Linked DNA regions of Sus scrofa: region 2 is linked to region 1. A link is a contact called in public Hi-C data. All regions are on one chromosome and are shown on one strand. The core of a region is the stretch at or near the end of the contact, and the rest is flanking DNA. Distances in the headings are between cores, read along the strand shown.

Region 1 (4,154 bases), core at 414-2,913:
TCAGTTATCTGAGTGACATCCTAAGACAGTGTTTCTGCCTCCACTCTCACCCACTTAAATGCAGCCAATCCACAGAGAGTCCACAGAGATCTTGCTAAATTCAAGCCAGATCTTATTGCTCCACTACTCAAAATCCACCAAGAGTTCCCCACATCAGCCAGGATCATGTCTGAGTCCTCAGAGTGGCCCAGAAATCCCCGGCCACCTCTAAGACCTCATCTTCGCCTGCACTCCAAACATGCTGAGCAGCCACCCCGTCACCCTGTTGCTTCTCTGCCTGTCCTGAGTGCCCTCAGCACAGAGGAGGCTATGGACAGGGAGACGGGAAATGGTGATGCCACAACAGAAGATTAGCAACCTTGTGAACTGCTGGAAGTCAGATGCTCTGCACAGCCGACCTCAGGGGGAAGTTGCAGGAAAGCCCCATACTTAAAATTGCATGTGGCTACCAAGCACATAACAGAAGCCCAAAGTGCTTACAGCAGTTTCCGATCAATGTCAGTGAGCATGAATAACACCTGGTTAGAAAGTGTCTCCTGTGTGGGGAAAGGAGAAAAATAAAAACAGAGACCTCCCTCTCAGACTACATTCCATGTAGCCTAAGCAAGAGATGAGTTCACTGGCTGCAGAAACAATTGGGAATGGTTTGCTTTGTCCAGTCTTTTTTTTTTTTTTTTTTTTAACGTGACTAGGGGTATTATGGAGGTACACAGTAAATTATTGTGGAATTCAGATGGCTCATCTTCAGAGTCATAAAAGAGAGCTTTAAGGGGCTAAAGTAGTTTAAAAATGCAAATATAAAGAGCACTGAGATGCAGAGAAATTACTGTTCTATCCACAGCATCCCCTGACACTGTAAGACTGGAATTCCAGTCTGAATAAGATATTAAATAGGTTTCTTTTAGGCCTCAGATTTACAACTATGGTATAGTGACAAAAATCACTGTGAAAAGCAGAAATTAACACAACATTATAAATCAACTATACTTCAATAAAATTTTTTCAAAAAAGGGAGTTCCCATCGTGGCTCAGCAGTTAACGAATCTGACTAGCATCCACGAGGACTTGGGTTCGATCCCTGGCCTTGCTCAGTGGGTTAAAGATCTGGCATTACCGTGAGCTGTGGTGTAGGTTGCAGATATGGCTCGGATCCTCTGTGGCTGTGGCGTTGGCCAGCAGCTATAGCTCAGGTTCAACCCCTAGCCTGGGAACCTCCATATGCCGCAGATGTGGCCCTAAAAAGAAAAAAAAAAAAAAAAAAAAAATTAAAAAGAAAAAAAATCACTGTGTAAAGTATTAACTCTTTAGTTTTAAAAACTCAGATGAGGTCAAAAAGTCTGCTGCTGAGTCCTGGAAAAACAAACTGCCTCAGGAATAAAAATATAGAAATGAAATGAAACGATTAAGTATCGTAAGTCCCATCATGGCTCAGCAGTAATGAACCCAACTAGTACCCATGAGGACATAAGTTCAATCCCTGGCCTCGACCAGTGGGTTAAGGATCCTGCATTGCCGAGGCTGTGGTGTGGTCTGGCAGCAACAGTTCTGCCTAGCCTGGGAACTTCCATGTGCTGCAGGCGTGGCCCTAAAAAGCAAAAAAAAAAAAAGATTAAGTTACAGACATGTTTCTATGACTCTGAGTTACATATTAACTTACAGATAAACTTCAGAATGGTCATGGGAGCAGAGCTCGCCTTCTTCAGGGGAAAGGAATTGTGCTAAGCCACACTAGAGTTCAAAAGGCAAGAAAATAAACAAAAACAACTTCTTGTTCTGGCATGCCCTGGGAAATAAATTTCTAAAATGCACCACATTGCCCAAAAGGACCATTTGGCAGTGATGTGGCAATAACCCTCAAAGTAGGAGATCAATTCAAATAAAAAAGCCTGCAAAATCATTTGACAAGTAATCAAAAAGCTTGTGAAATCTACTCACTAAGGGTCATTTCTAGAGTAGTCAAATAGGATACCTAAAACTTGGTATTCTTCCATTCTGGATGGGGAACCCGAACAGTTTAGGGGAAAATGAAGGGCAAATACAAAATACATAAAAAACATCCATCACAATTCCAAAGAAAGAAGCAAATTCAAGAATGGTCCGCTCAAGAGGCTATTTCCTAATGGGATCTATTTCAATACTTTGAATTACTAAAGTGATAGTGTCAATAGTATCTTCCAAGGAACATGTCAAGATGACCTTACTCCAGTAAATGCAAACTCTGAAACCACAAAATCATTTTAAATACACCGGCGAAGCATTATTATGAATGAACAAATAGTTTCACGACCTGGTTTAAAAAAACAGTGGTTTCACTTTATTGGCTACAGCAATTCCTTGTCATGTTATTGCTGGGTCTAGGTGTAGTAACCTAGTTTGTAAAAACCTTACCCTTTTAACAGAGCTTGTTAAGGATTTGCTTGAAAATTGAAAGGCTTTTAATTTGTTTAAAGCACTTTGATGTTACCAGTCTATTCTCCTCTTTGAAAAAGTATAACCACGCAATTTATTCAGCTTTTCAGCCTATCTCTTGTTTGTGGTTGGTACACACTGATAGCCTGATATTGTTATATGCCCTAGAAGAATAAGACCTTCTAAAAAGGTAAAAGAATTCCTTGGTGGCTCAGGAAGTTAAGGATCTGGTGTTGTCACTGCTGTAGTGTGGGTTCGTGTGGGTTCAATCCCTGGCCTGTAGAACTTTCATATGCTTCAGGTGCAGCCAAACAGACAGAAAAAGAGGACGGGAAAGAAAACTGAACACAGAATTCAGGTTACTGGTTATGACTGAAACAGGGTAGAGGGGACAGGATGCAAGTAACACACACTACTGGTCATGTTTAATTTCCTAGCTTAGGTAGTGAGGGCACGGGACCTCATTTTATTCTGCAAACCACACACGTGTGCAAGAAAACACCCACCCACACAGCCTTTTGTATATATTTTATACTTCATAATAAAAACAAATTTTGCAGAGATGTCAGTAGATGCTAAGAGATTTTCTTTTCTTTTGTTGTCTTTTTTCAGCTGCACCTGCAGCAAATGGACGTTCCCAGGCTAGGGGTCAAATCGGAGCTGCAGCTGCCAGCCTACACCACAGCCACGTGGGATCTGAGCTGTGTCTGCAACCTAGACCTCAGCTCACAGCAGCTCCGAATCCTTAACCCACTGAGTGGGGCCAGGGATTGAACCCACATCCTCATGGATACCAGTCAGGTTCATTACCATTGAGCCACGACAGGAACTCCCAGACTTACTTCTTTACTTCCCAAATGCTCCACTGAAAGCATCCAGCACACAGCTCCCTCCCAGTGCAGCTGTGACTCCCATACTCAGGCTGGATAAGGAAAGCCAATTGATGGTATGTGTGAGTGGAAACAATGCCGGTGTCGGGTCAGAGGCCTCCAGCCTATCTCAGCACTGGGCCACCCTGCAGCTGACATGGGCTACATTCTGCCAGGCATCAGGGCTATTCTGGACCTTCCTCAGCTGGAGGACACAAAGTCAGGAGGCTACAAAAATATATTTTATTCAATGAGCCATAAATATTAATAAATTAAGCTTTGGACTTCCTGACATGGCGCAGTGGAAACAAATCCAACTAAGAACCATGAGGTTGCAAGTTCGATCCCTGACCTCAATTAGTGGGTTAAGGATCTGGCGCTGCCGTAAGCTGTGGTGTGGGACGCAGATGCGGTTCAGATATGGCGTTGCTGTGGCTGTGGTATAGGTGGGCAGAAACAGCTGTGATTCGACCCCTAGCTTGGGAACCTCCATATGCCCAGGGTGCGGCCCTACAAAGACAAAAAAGACAAAATTGATTAATTAGGCTTTTCTTTTGTCAGAAACACACTCTTCCCTACCCTTTGTCTGAAAACATGCTTCAGGCCACAATCTAAAAGTGACCTCCTACCAGTGTCTGGCTCACATTCCCCACCCCGTGCCCCTCACATCCTGCTTTCCCTGTCAAGCACTCCTCACACTCTGCTGGAACGAATGGCTGGCTGGAACCAGGGCACCTCGTTCACCACACCACCCACCTCCATTACCTTGCAAATGCCTGCCCCTGTCAGTGTGCTCCACAAACATTTGTTTGCAAGCTGGAAAAAAAATGAATGAATGAAATGAATGAATGAATGAATGGAGAGAAGAATGAAAGA
Region 2 (3,789 bases), core at 842-3,341, 42 kb after region 1:
ATGTTTGCTAAATAACTGTATCTGGGTCAAACTCAAGAAGACAGTCTATAAAACACGAACTGTTATGTACAGTATCCAGAACAAGAAAAGATAACCTGGCAAGAAGAAACATTCAATAGTTTTCTAAAATTAACCAATAACATTAGCTGCAGACTTTCACATATTAGCATTCATCTTTCATTACTGAAAGGCTAAGTATGTCCAAGGTGTGTGCAGATGTTATTCCAACAATCTCTCTCTCTCTTTTTTTTTGGCTGCAGCGTACACACCACAGCAATGCTGGATCCTTAACCCACTCACTGATTGAGGCCAGGGATCAAACCTGAATACTCTTGGATGCTAGTCAGATTCGTTTCCACTGAGCCTCAATGGGAAATCCCTTTTATTTAAACAAAACAAACAAAAAAAACAAACCTCAGAAGAGACATTTATACATAATGAATTTTGTCTTATATGTACAAAGTACATCTTCACCTATCAATCTCCACAGGGTGGGGGACTTTTACAATTAGACTTTATAGTTCATGGAACCATTCATTAAATGTTATTTTTCCTGGCATTTCCTACCTGGTGCAGTGGATTAAGAATCAGCTGCAGCTGCCCTGGTGTCTAGAGGCACAGGTACCATCCCCCCGCAGGTGCAGTAGGTTAAAGGATCCAGCATTGCCCCAGATGCAACCTCAGCTGCAGCTGGGATTCAGTCCCTGCCCCGGGAACTTCCATATGCTGTGGGTGCAGCCATTAAAAAAAAAAAAAAAAAAGATATTTTCCAAAGATTACATTAAGGACTTTTCCATGAAACTAATTACTGAGTATACTCATGTTCAGATACTGTGAGGCAACTGACATTTTGCAAAACAAAAGAAATGAACAAGTCTCCATGGGTTCTTAGGAGTTGGCCCTCTTTATAACCATTACTTAACCACATTCTCAGACAGCAACAAGTACTCTGCTTTGAACAACACACACACAAACGCCTATGGGGGACTGCGGATATCCCTAAAAGAACTCATCCAATTCAATCAGTCCAGTCTCAGGTTTACCTTATGCCTCACTCACGAAATCTAGCAAGGAAAAAAAGGATTTTTTTTTTGGATAAAAGAAAAATGTGCCTTTTAATGTCCTATGTCTTGTCAAAAAATGGTGACGATGTCTCGAATGATTATGGATTTGCCCGAACTCTTAAACCAGGTCATTCCAGTGGTATTTCCAACTCTGCATTCTCACCCAAAAGTAATGTAAATTTCTTCTTGGTGCTCTGCAGACCCCAGAGATAAGCCAAATTAAGCTCCGGGACTCTTCTATCTCAGAGGCTTAAAAATGGGTACTTTACGAGGTTAAAAAAAAAAAAAAATTGCTTAAAACAGAGGAACAAACAACAAAGGCCCTACAAATGAAAAACCTGCAACCTTCCGCCACCTCCCAAAGGTGGAGAACGCCAGAAGCCCGGGTTCCTGAACCGGAATTCCAGGCGGGCCCAGGCGACCCAAAGTCACCATGCGGAGAAGGTGGGCGAATCAGCGAGGGTGCGATGCAGCCGCCCGTCGGGCCTGCTCTCCAGACAGATTCCCCCAGGAGTGAGCAAGGTAGGGAGTTTTTCCCCCTTCCTCCTCACGCAGGGACCGAGGAAGAAGAAAGAAGCTCCGCGCCTCCTCTGCCCGTAGCGGGGCCCGCGGTCCCCGCCCGCCGGCTCGGTTCCCCCAGCCCCAGAGCGCGTAGGCCGCGCCCCCTCCCCACCTCAGCGCCCCTCAAGCTCAGGGCCCGCCACCCTGCCCCAAGCCCCCGCCGCCACCGCAACACTCACGGAGTCCGAGCGCCGCCACCAGCACCGACCACAGCCAGCGCCCGCGGTCTGGGGCTGCAATCAGTGCCCTGGCCCCGGCGGGCGCTGCCATCGTCCTCTCGCTGCAGCCGCAGCCGCCGCACCCCCGGGCCCCGGTCCCCACTGTGGTTAGCTCTGCTCGGGGCTGAAGGAGCCTGACTCGCCGCCACCCGCGTCCGCTGGCACCTCCACGCCGCGCTCCCCGCTCGCGGCCCCAGGCGCAGCCAGCCAGCCCTCCGCCGCGGCCTCGGCTCCAGCTGCCTGCTCATTGGCCTGCCCCGCGCCCTTTGAAGGACGGGATTGGAAGGCACTTACTGTCCATCACCCCTCCCCCAGGTGTAGCCCCGCCCCCCTCAGTCCCACCCTGGCTCCTTATCCAGGCGCTGGAGGTCCTCGGCTGTCCGAGGGAACCGCCGCCAAGCCCTTTGCCTGCCTGCGTGGCTGCCGCCTGCCTTTCTCCTCTGCCTCTCTAAGGGTCCAACCCCCCAGATCTCATTATCTGTCCTCGCCTGTTTCAGCTCTTCTCCGTTTCTCTGAGCCTCACCTAAAGAAGCAGTTCATTTACTAAATTAAAAAAAGAAAAAGAAAAAGAAAAGAAGGATTAGGGTACAATGGGGAGAGACTTCTGATTCAGACTTCCAGATAGAACTCGTTTCCCCGCTTGCCCTGCTTCCCGAGGCGTGTCCTTTGCCTGGACCAGATAATTTATGTGTTGCAATTTGAAAAATCTACTAGCTTAAAAAGAAGTCTCCATCTTGTCTGACTCCCTTCTTAGGAGGCCCTCCTTTTGGTTTAAGAAGGGTCAGGAACTGAGAACACTTTCCTGCAACCTAGAGCACAAATGAATGGGGGGTTTGTTTGTTTTGCTTTTATCAACAAAATGTCCCTTAATTTATCAATAAAAAATTGGTTAGTTCTCCACCCTGACTCGGAAGTGCCTTGCCTGAGCCGGCTCCACTTGGTTATCTTGGCCCAGGACAATGTCTGCAACTTATTGGTTGCCCAGTAAATAAAGTGTTTGGAAGGGTCCTTCTGAGAGTAGCCCATGAAAGAGAGAAATGAGACAAGAGCACAAGAAAGATGATGGTGAAGGAAGAAAAGGAAAAACCCAGATAGGAGGCCAATAGTGTGAGTGAGGAAAACAAGTACTAGGCAGTTAGGAGAGAGTGGGGGAAGAGCGTGGTGAGAGGACCTAAATGCAGCCTCTCATTTCAGGATTTTGTCTAAAGTCAATCTTAGTAACACCTCTCCTGATTTGTTGCTGTTTTAGCCTGCTAGCCTTGCAGTACCACAAACTCATAATAATTACTTTAGCACTAGTGAGAGAAAACTGAAAACTACAAAGAGAGAGAGGGACCATTTCAATCTATTTCTCACTCAGCATGACCTTATGAAGTGTTTCTGGAATGCCATAGGTTGGAAAGAATACTAATATACAAGTGCATTAAGGAAGTTCCCATCGTGGCTCAGCAGAAATGAATCTGATTAGCATCCACGAGGACTCAGGTTTGATCCCTGGCCTCACTTAGTAGGTTAAGGATTCTGCGTTGCAGTGAGCAGTGGTATAGGTTGCAGACATGGCTTGGATCTCATGTGGCTGTGGCTGTGGCTGTGGTGTAAGCCTGCAGCTGTAGCTCCGATTTGACCCCTAGCCTGGGAACCTCCATATGAGGCCCTCAAAGGACAAAAAGAAAAAAAAAAGTGCATTAAGTGAGCAACTACTATGTGCTGTAGATGTACAATACCTAGACTTTACTCTGAAGAAGCACAGTCTACTAGTCAGTGTAGCAAGCAAGTACGTAATGAGATTTTTTTTCATGCTCTATGAGATCAAATAAAGGAGAGACCTAAGGCCAGCAGGGACAATGAGGTTCTCAAAAACACATGTAATGTGAAAAGCTTCTCCACTGACTGTGATGTATCTCAACACACATATTCTCTCTTCTGAGAACCACTGGCCCATGAGG

Evidence for each region. Hi-C and Micro-C count contacts between places; a contact is called where the count stands out from the background.
Region 2: a Hi-C map of alveolar macrophages shows a contact between it and region 1, with 1.6 times the contacts expected there. The contact joins the promoter of MPZL1 here to the enhancer-like site in region 1. A contact is called at or near these places in 1 of 5 promoter capture datasets (liver) and 7 of 47 Hi-C or Micro-C datasets (alveolar macrophages, brain, embryonic fibroblasts and 2 more).

Annotation. Positions count from the first base shown.
Region 1 is chr4:83,265,803-83,269,956 of Sscrofa11.1, forward strand. The region is part of intron 1 of MPZL1 (myelin protein zero-like protein 1); the gene reads right to left. Among named protein-coding and RNA genes, the nearest start is that of MPZL1, 42 kb to the right of the region's middle. Within about 2 kb of position 1,664, at least 11 of the 83 cell types and tissues checked have an H3K27ac peak or open chromatin away from gene starts, as enhancers often do. A contact at or near this core is called in alveolar macrophages and liver, where this site is marked.
Region 2 is chr4:83,307,529-83,311,317 of Sscrofa11.1, forward strand. It overlaps MPZL1 (myelin protein zero-like protein 1), which reads right to left and starts at 2,092. Exons shown (of 6, transcript XR_002343361.1): 1 at 1,805-2,092.